Linked DNA regions of Sus scrofa: region 2 is linked to region 1. A link is a contact called in public promoter capture Hi-C data. All regions are on one chromosome and are shown on one strand. Each heading gives the region's core, a stretch centred on a gene start, on an enhancer-like site or on the middle of the called end of the contact. The rest is flanking DNA. Distances are from core to core; before and after follow the strand shown.

Region 1 (5,001 bases), core at 1,748-4,247:
GTGGCTTACTGTGCCCCTGGCCTGGCATCCCAGATCTGGATGCACCACTTCTGTCTACTACGGGTTATGCCTGGACCTATTCAACTTTATGTTATAGGTCTGATAGGCAGAACCCAATTTATGTAAGGTATCTTTTTTTTTCTCTCATCTTTCTAGGACTGCACCTGAGGTATATGGAAGTTCTCAGGCTAGGGGTTGAATTGGAGCTGCAGCTGCCGGCCTACGCCAAAGCCACAGCAACATCAGATCTGAGCTATGTCTGTGACTTACACTGTAGCTCATGGCAACAACAGATCCTTAACCCACTGAGCAGGGCCAGGAATCGAACCTGCATCCTTATGGATACTAGTTGGGTTGGTTACTGCTGAGCCATTATAGGAACTCTTTATATAAGACATCTTAATTAATCATATAAGATGAATTTGGATCAACTTAAAAATGTACAAAGGGAATCAAATTTCTTAACGCTGTTCTGGGGATATACAAGCAAAATAAAGTATGTTGATAATGGATTGGAAAAGAGGTTAGGATAGAGGGTACTGTTAAGGTCTGAACAACAAAGTGGTAGAGAGAATGGGGTCGAAGAAAGTGATTTTTAAAATTCTAAAGAGGAGGAGTTCCCATTGTGGCTCACTGGAAATGAACCCAAAGTGTATCCATGAGGATGCAGGTTTGATCCCTGGCCTTGCTCAGTGGGTTAAGGATCTGGCGTTGCCATGAGCTGTGGTGTAGGTTGCAGACGAGGCTTGGATCTGGCATTGATTGCTGTGGCTCCAATTCAACCCCTAGCCTAGGAACTTCCATATGCCTCGGGTGCAGCCTTAAAAGACAAAAACAAACAAAACTAAAGAGGAATTGATAGCTAGCCACAGAAATGGAGACAGCAAACATGTTTATGCCATCCTTTCAAAAACAAAATCATAGCTGTAAAAGGAAGAAGGGGGAGGTATCTAGAAAGAGGAAGAGTTAAAGTCTTTTTTTTCCAAAGCTTTTTGGAAGATGAACTTGATTATGTTTCTGTATGGAGGGCAAAGAGGCAATAGAAATGGGGGAAAATGGCCCAATCAGAGGGCCTCCACTACAGTTCCTAAGAACTTATTTTTGGTAAACAGAACAAAACAAAATAAAAACAGAAGACAAAACAAAAAAGAAACAAACAGAAATCCTAAGCTCCTTTAAATCAAAGGAAGAGGGACTGTAGGAAAATTCAACCTTTCCCTTCACACCCCCTTCCGGCCATCCTACTACCATCATTGAGAAACGCTTTGCTCAACAAAGCATTAAATATTATTTTCTGTTACATACCCATTTCTTCTTACTTCGAGGGAAAATAAACATCAATACCAATCCCCATAGTGAAATCAGGCAGCCTGAATAGATCTAAATTTTAGCTCTCAGTAAAACATTTTCTTTTTGGAGAAATATCTTTTATTAAGAACACACAAAATTGGAGTTCCCGTCGTGGCACAGTGGTTAACGAATCTGACTAGGAACCATGAGGTTGCGGGTTCGGTCCCTGCCCTTGCTCAGTGGGTTAAGGATCCTGCGTTGCCGTGAGCTGTGGTGTAGGTTGCAGACACGGCTCGGATCCCGCGTTGCTGTGACTCTGGCATAGGCTAGTGGCTTCAGCTCCGAATCGACCCCTAGCCTGGGAACCTCCATATGCCGCGGGAGCGGCCCAAGAAATAGCAAAAAGACAAAAAAAAGAAAAAGAACACACAAAATTGCTCAAAAAGGTACTTTAAGAGTAAAACTTCTAATTGCACTGCCTTGGAGTGAGCAGTCTTTCACACGAAGATATCTTTTTACAGTATTTTGTTTGTCAATAAGGTACTTAATATAAGCTTTAAGACATTAAGGAAACAGTCTCTTGTAAGGCCTTGCTATTTTTAGACATCCAGCCATTTCGTTTTAGTGAGGTTGGGCATAGAATAGCAATTTATTTATTTATTTTTGTCTTTTTGTCTTTTGTTGTTGTTGCTATTTCTTGGGCCGCTCCCGCGGCATATGGAGGCTAGGGGTTGAATCGGAGCTGTAGCCACCGGCCTACGCCAGAGCCACAGCAACGGGGGATCCGAGCCGCGTCTGCAACCTACACCACCACAGCTCACGGTGGACTCACTCACTCACTCAACGCCAGATCGTTAACCCACTGAGCAAGGGCAGGGACCGAACCCGCAACCTCATGGTTCCTAGTCGGATTCGTTAACCACTGCGCCACGACGGGAACTCCTAGAATAGCAATTTAATGCCCATAAGATCTTTTAGCCAGGTTGTTCATGGGTGGTGCAAAATAGGTTTTAGGCCACCTTTGTTGGGTCAAAGAGGGACACTTGACCAGGAGCATCTGCCCCACTTAACTCCATTCTGCTGCCCTTTATCAAAGGGCTACTGCATTTCCAGACTGCGACGGGCCACCTGCCCACGCAGCAATCTGGAAAGTGTTCTGGGTTCCCAGCATGTCACACTGGCCCACTCTCGCGTCGAGGGTTCATAGAGGGACGACTGAGTGCTCAGACTCAGACTCTGGGAGGCGGTCTCGGGGGTTCGGTCAGGTCGGGAAGAGCAGCGGGGGAGGCCCAGGAAAGGTCTCCATTCACCAAAGGCGTCTACGCCGTCCCGCTCCCGGCTTCCTAACCTGGACACCCCAATGGCCCCGCAGAGGCAATGCAGAGACCCGACCCCACCCTGGACTCAAATCAGTGAACGAGACGGTGGCTTCGGGCCGCCCAGAACAGCGGAACTAGCACCGCGCAGGGTAGTAACAGGAACCTGGCCGCGCCCCCTCGGGGGGCGGGGTCGGGTGGACAGAAGATGGCGGCGGCGGGGTCCGATGGTCAATCTCTGAGGCGCCCTTGACTAGCTCTTGCCACCGCGCCACCTACCTTGCTAGTGAGGGGTCCCGGCGCGCCCCGCGAAGGGGTGGGAAGGGGAGGTGACGAGCACTTGACTCCGCCAATCAGCACCGAGAGTCTGGGCCGCGCCCAATCAGGGCCGGGCGGTGGAGCCCGGAGAAGGTTGCAGGCTGGGGGTGCATGTGGCTGACGCGGAATGCGCGAGACCTCGCCGCCAGCCTCGCTGCTTCCCGCGCGCCTTGCACCGCGGCCTCTGGCGCCAGCCTGAAGACGCCGAGGTGGTAGGGGGCCCACAGAACTGAACTGCCGTCGCCCACCCGGGCACCAGCCCGAACTCCGGAGCGCCTCCTGCCACGGTCGCGGGCCCGCCCCCGCGGCTGGTGCGCTGACCTACTCCTCAGCGGTTTCTGCCGAGAGAGATGAACGACCTGTTAGACCGTGAGACGAGCTCGGGGCCGGCCAGTTAGGGGAACTTGGCGGAAGGTCGCTCTGCGCCCTCCCAGGCTCGTTCTTTTGCTCTGCGAGCGAGACTTCGCCTGCCTCCGGGCGCGAGGCAAGCGCAGAGGGTACAGGGGCCTGCGGGGCGCGCGGTCGGCATGTTTCCGAGGAGGCCGCCGGCCAGCCTGGCCGCCTGGCTGGTGGGCGCGGCGGCGGCCGGGCGCGCGGGGGCGCGGGGCGGGGGCCTGCTCTCCCTGCTGGCCAATCAGTGCAGCTTCGTGACGGGCCTGCGCGTGCGGCGGGCGCAGCAGATCGCGCAGCTCTACGGCCGCCTGTACTCGGAGAGCTCGCGCCGCGTCCTTCTCGGCCGCCTCTGGCGCCGGCTGCGGGGGCGCCCGGGCCATGCCTCTGCCTTGATGGCGGCGCTCGCCGGCGTGTTCGTGTGGGACGAGGAGAGGATCCAGGAGGAGGAGTTGCAGAGGTGGGCTCAGTGGCGAGGTCGTGCCTTTCCCTGGGGCGGGGCCGGTCAGGTTGGGAGGTGGGGACATTAGACCGTGGGGCCTGCCTTACCGGTTCTCCCGTGGACCCGGTGGTACTGGAAGTGACGATGCAAGTAGCTTGCTCCTATTGTAGCCGGCCTTGTTTCTTTATTGCTATGTGTTAATTTGATTTGTCGAGTTGGAAATCACGAAGTGTAAGGCGTAGTGGAAGAGGGAGACTTGGGGAAGCAAGACACTAAAATAACATTGTGAAAAATTGGTATGGAAGACATGTAGGCTACTGTTCACGAGATCTTTAACACATCTGGAAAAATGCAAATTCCAAGCAGGTTTTAATTTTGACCTAAGTGTAATAATAATTATGCAGTTTACAAATTTACTTCATTCTAAGTGAATTTCGTGAGGAAGGCTAGGAGAGCTCTTTTGTCATTGTGACTCATGTCAGAGTTATGATGCTGGAATCGATTTGGCCCTCCCCGAACGTACCTGTAGCCCAGACATTTTAACCTGGAAGAACTAGGTCAGTTTATTTGCTACTTCCAGTAGAACTCTGGGAGTACTGTTTCATTAGGCTCTGAAATCACACTGTCATCATCAAAACCTCTGAAAAGTGCAGAACCATTGATCGAATGTATTAATCGGTCATTCTGAACTGAACCTTTACAATTTTCACATAATATCATAGGGAGACCTGGCTTCGGATCTTGCTTGTCACTGTACTTTCTAACAGATATTCTTAAACTGTGCTTTTTCTATACACACACACACAAACACACACACACACCCTGCCCCCTAAACTCTGAAACTGTGATTTCAAGACCTTTCCATGCAAATCTGTTTATTCCAGCTATTTCTTCTGTTAATTCCACATTTTTGGTTAGACTAAAAGTGGAAATACTTCAGTAAAAATAGCACTGTGATCTGTTTGGAGGTGTAGCACTCAGATGCCAAGCAGCTGTTTGTGCAACACTGTTGAGTTGTAGGTAAATGCAAGTGTATCTCAAGAGCTAATGATACTTTTCCTAGCAGGAAAGATGACTGTTTTGTAAATGCAGTTTAAAATTGTAACCAGGGAATTCCAGTTGTGGCTCAGTGGCTAACGAATCTGACTCGAAACCATGGGGTTGCAGGTTCAATCACTGGGTTAAGGATCCGGCGTTGCCGTGAGCTGTGGTGTAGGTCGAAGATGTGGCTCAGATCCCGAGATG
Region 2 (5,001 bases), core at 799-3,298, 610 kb after region 1:
CGCTGCACCATGATGGGAACTCCTAAACTGTACATTTTGAATGATGAGTTGTATGGCATGTAAATTACTCCTCAATAAAGCTGATGAAAATATACTTTAATTTTAGGAGTTCCCATGTGGCTCAGTGATAACAAATCCAACTAGTATCCATGAGGATGTGGGTTTGAACTCTGGCCCTGCTCAGTGGGTTAAGGATCAGTCATTGCTGTGAGCTGCAGGGTAGTGAGCTGCGGTGTAGGTCGAAGATGCGGCTTGGATCCTGCTTGGCTGTGGTGTAGCCCAGCAGCTGCAGCTCTGATTCAACCCCTAGCCTGGGAACTTCCATGTGCCACAGGTGTGGCCCTAAAAATGAAACAAAACAAAAAATATATGTATGTTCTAATTTTATGTCAAAACAGTGACATACACCTAAGAAATAATTCCACATAATGTTATTATGACAGTATTTACTGTACAGCCTTAATAGTATGTACTCGAACTACAGACAGTCTTAACCTTCATTCAGGAATCTTAAACACCCGAGAAAAACAGGTCAAGAAGGATAGAACTGTAGTTAGCAAGAAACGATTTTAAAAAGCAAAGAACCATGAGGTTGAGGGTTTGATCCCTGGCCTTACTCAATGGGTTGAGGATCTGGAGTTGCCGGGAGCTGTGGTGTAGGTCGCAGACGTGGTGGGATTTGGCGTTGCTGTGGCTCTGGCTAGGCTGGCAGGTACAGCTCCGATTGGACCCTAGCTTGGGAACCTCCATATGCCGCAGATGCGGCCCTAAAAAGACTAAATAAATAAAAAGCAAAAAGAGGAATACACCAGAATTGAATATACAGAGCCTTTCTTCCCCAACCCACAAATTCATACTTTTTTTTTTTAAATGAGCTGCGGTATAGTGAGCTGCGGTGTGGGTTGCAGATGTGGCTTGGATCCTGCGTTGATCCTCGCGGCATGCGCGAGTTCCTGGGCTAGAGACTGACCCTGAACCACAGCAGTGACACCAGATCCTTAACCACTAGGCTACCAGGGACCTCCCACGAATTCATAATTTGAAAGACAGAGGAAGTTTATGACAACAGCAATACACAACTGTCAAGATGGCACTAAAAAAAAAAAAAAAAAAACACCTTTCTTTTCCATTTTTATGTATTTATTTATTTATTTTTAAGAGCCAGGCCCGCAGCATATGGAAGTTCCCCTACCCGGAACACCTTAAATGACTGTACTTTAACACCCATATCTACTGCGAGCACTTAATGCGCTAAACACTTCCGTTAATGTTTAACACGGGACATACTAAAAACTCCTATCAGTAGCCTGATTCCGCCCTATTAACGAAATAAACAGAACTTGCTTCAAATCCCACAGCCTGTGTCCAGCATAGCTATGACTCCACCCCAGGGAAGTGACTCGGGATCCTGCGCCCACCCCCTACTCGCCGTCCCCGTCCCCGTCCCCTCTAGGCACCACGTCCGGTCGGATCCACGATGTGGCCAACTCCCTACGTGGGAACAAGGGGAAGTACCCTAAGAGACATCTACGTCTACCCCAGCAATAAGGCCCGGGAAGGAACTCAGAACCCCCGCGACCCAGCGGGAAAACGAAAGTCGGCAAAAGCAGCTTCCAATGCAGAGTGTGAGGGATGGCGAGGCGGCCGCGCCGAAGCGGCAGCGCCTCGGCGTGGAGCCCGGGCAGTGGGCACAGCGGGGCCGGCCGGGCGCCGTAGAGGACGAAGAGGAAGAGAAGGAGAAGGAAAAGCAGAAGGGAGCGCCGCGCCAACGCCCGCCCGCCGCCTCCCCGCCCCCCGCGCGCCGGCCGCGCCTCAGTGGGAGCCATGGCGCCGCGGCCCGCCCGGAGGCCGCGCGCCCATCCCGCTCACCTCTCGGGGCGACGGAGCGGAGCCCTGCACTGAGGCGATGTACCGCTCCACGTCCGCCTTGCTACGCCGCATCGCGCCGCCGAGCGGGGTCCGCGCGAGGGACGCCAGCGCCGAGGCCGCAGCTGCCGCCGTCTCAGGAGCTCGGCGCCCGAAGGTCCGTGACGCAGCTCCGTAGCCGGCGAGGGGCAGACACGCGTGCGTGCATGCGTGCGTACGTGCGTGTTGCGTCATCACTGTGCGCCGCGCAGGCCCTCGGGCGCCGGCGTTCGGTGGTGACTATGCTAGCGAGGTGCGCGGGAATGCGAAGGTGACGTAGTGACAACGAGGCGACGGGGACTGGTCCAACCCACGGACGTTCCTAACAGTCACACCTCGGCGCCAGTCGTAGGCGTTTAGAAAGCGTCTTCCGGAGCTCCTGTTGTGCTTCCATAGAAAAGAGCCCGACCAATATTCATGAGGGCTCCGGTTCGATCCCTGCCCTAGCTCAATGGTACAAGGATGCCGCGTTGCTGTGGCCATGGTGTAGGCGGGCAGCTACAGCTCTGATTCAGCACCTATCCTGGGAATTTCAGTATTCCTTGGGTGTAGCCTTACAAAGCAAAAATAAGGTGTTTTCAGTAGGTTTCAGATTTCAGCAGATCACATCAGTGTATACAGGGAGTTTAGAATTTATAGTTATGGTTTATTTTTATTTTTTGCTTATAGACTTTATGGTTTTATCCAACACTTAAAAGTCGCCTGGCCACTTAGAATCTATCCTTTTTTATTTTTCCATTTTCCAAACTTCCTTCTTTTTTTTTTTTTTTTTTTTTTTGGCTTTTTATGGGCCTCACCTGCGGCGTATGGAACTTCCCAGGCCAGGGGTCAAATCCGAGCTCCAGCTGCCAGCCTACACCACAGCTCAGGCAACACCCACAGAGCAGGGCCAGGGATCTAACCGGAGCCCTCATGGTATTTGTGATACTAGCCAGATTTGTTACTGCTGGGCCACAATGGGAACTCCCATTTTCCAAACTTGGCAATGACCAATTACTGCCTCTGTAAAGAGGGAAAATCAGCCCGTCCTATTTCATTTCAGTCATTTTGGATATGAATAAGAGTACTAAGGCAGGAATGATTCTGTAAACAAGCCACTGTTAGTGGGTGAACTTTAGTGGTCCTGCTCAGCCTCAGGTCAGCATTGCAGTGGGCCTTTCCCCCAAGCAAGGGACCATTGGTGAGTGACCACTGGCCTCTCCCCCTCCCCTTTCTCTGTACAAAAGGAACCTGAATTCAGAGAAAGGCAAGATGGTTTTTTTGAGACACTAGTCTGCCGGCTTTCCAATTAAAGTCATTATTCCTGGCCTCAGTATCCCGATGTACTGGCCTGTTGAGCTGTAAGCAGAGGGAACTGGGTTCAGGATCAATTGTGAGGTTGCTACTGGGATTGGCATAATTAACGGAAGTACAGTGTAAAGAAAACTGGTCCTGGATGGAATATCTCACTTTAGGTGTTGATTTATTTCACCTGAGTTTCCATTTGTGTATTCAAGTGGAGATGCCCAGCCTGCAGGTGAAGTCGTAGGACTGGGTTCTGTGGCAACTTGGCTGTCATAAGCCTTGTGGACAGTGTTGGTGATAATAGCCAAAGCTTACTTGCAAGTGAATTTCATTTGATTCTCCCAGCAATTTCGTGAAGTTACTCTTATTATTGTGCATAAATTGACCTATAAAGAAACAAAGGGCGTGAATGGTCAAGCAATTTTCCCAAGCACACCTAGTAAAATGACTACTTTTAATCTGCTGTAGTTGAAGATACAGAAAAGAAGTAGGCTGAAGAGAAAATCTTGACGTTCTCAAAAGGCTTTCCTTGGAGTTTCCGTCATGGCACAGGGGAAACGAATGTGACTAGGAACCATGAGATTGCAAGTTCGATCCCTGGCCTTGCTCAGTGGGTTAAGGATCCTGCGTTGTGTGGCTGTGATGTGGTCCAGCAGCTGCAGCTCCAATTCAACCCCTAGCCTGGGAACCTCCACATGCCATGGGTGTGGCCTAAAAAGAGAAAAAAAAAAAAAAAAGGCTTTCCTTAAGTACATTTATTATGCTTTGAAACCTTGGTTTTTGCCAAATGGGGGGATGAGTCTCTTCTGCTGGGCTTTAAAAATGAACATTCTTCTCCAGGAAGATGTCCCTTCTTTTCTCAGCATGGACCAGTTCCATCCAAACTTATTCTCACAAGCAATTCCTCTGAATCACACAGCTAACTAATGTTCTTTGCAAGTTGTCAGATGCCACTTTAATGCCTCAATCACTCATGTTGATGCCTTGCAAATTTAATTCAAATGAGAGTTGAAACCATAGAAATATCTGGCTTACGACTTTTTTTTTATTAGCCAGTTTTACCTGATTAATCTGAGCCCTCAACTTCTGAATTAATTAACTGACGGGCACCCAGCACTGAAGCTGATCAAACTCATTTTTTTTTTTTTCCACTCAAGCCCCTCTGTCCTTGTGGCAGATTGTCATCCGTGGCAGACACATTCTCTTTCATGTATCATATGATTCATTTTTTTCTTCAGAATCATTGATAATACTGTCAGTTCATCCCATCATTTTCTCAGCTTCTAAATTTGTATCATTCTCTAGTAAACCTAAAAGACTGCTTTGTAGGTAGCCCTAAGAAAATTCTCATGACTGAACTTGGAAGACATGATAAGATTAAAATGTTCATAGACAACCTCAGAAAACAGGAGGAACCAACATGACTGCTTGTTGCCACCAACGTTATGGTTTGTTCTTGGACATAATTTTCATTTAAAAACTTCTGCTTTCAGGAGTTTCCATCATGGCTCAGTGGAACCGAAAATGGCTAGTATCCATGATGATGAGGGTTTGATCCCTGGCCTCGCTCAGTGGGTTAAGTATCCGGAGTTGCCGTGAGCTGTGGTATAGGCTGGTGGCTACAGCTCTGATTTGACCCCTAGCCTGGGAGCCTGTATGTGCAATGGGGGTGGCCCTAAAAAGACAAAACGAAACTTCTGCTTTCAGGAGTTCTCTGGTGGCTCAATGGATCCAGAATCCAGCATTGTCACTGCTGTGGTTTGGGTTCCATCCCTGCCCTAGGAACTTCCACATGCTGCAAGGAAAAAAAAA

The links. Promoter capture Hi-C pulls out the DNA fragments that hold promoters and counts their contacts.
Region 2: a promoter capture Hi-C map of fetal liver shows a contact between it and region 1, with 2.3 times the contacts expected there. The contact joins the promoter of LOC100511376 here to the promoter of STARD7 in region 1. A contact is called at or near these places in 1 of 5 promoter capture datasets (fetal liver) and 1 of 2 datasets of contacts at active chromatin or transcription factors (alveolar macrophages).

What each region holds. Positions count from the first base shown.
Region 1 is chr3:46,989,711-46,994,711 of Sscrofa11.1, forward strand. It overlaps STARD7 (stAR-related lipid transfer protein 7, mitochondrial), which reads left to right and starts at 2,998. Exons shown (of 8, transcript XM_003124844.6): 1 at 2,998-3,774. The coding sequence starts at 3,452. The region is part of intron 4 of TMEM127 (transmembrane protein 127); the gene reads left to right.
Region 2 is chr3:47,599,280-47,604,280 of Sscrofa11.1, forward strand. LOC100511376 (E3 SUMO-protein ligase RanBP2) reads right to left here and starts at 2,049. Exons shown (of 30, transcript XM_021087106.1): 1 at 1,870-2,049. The coding sequence starts at 1,941.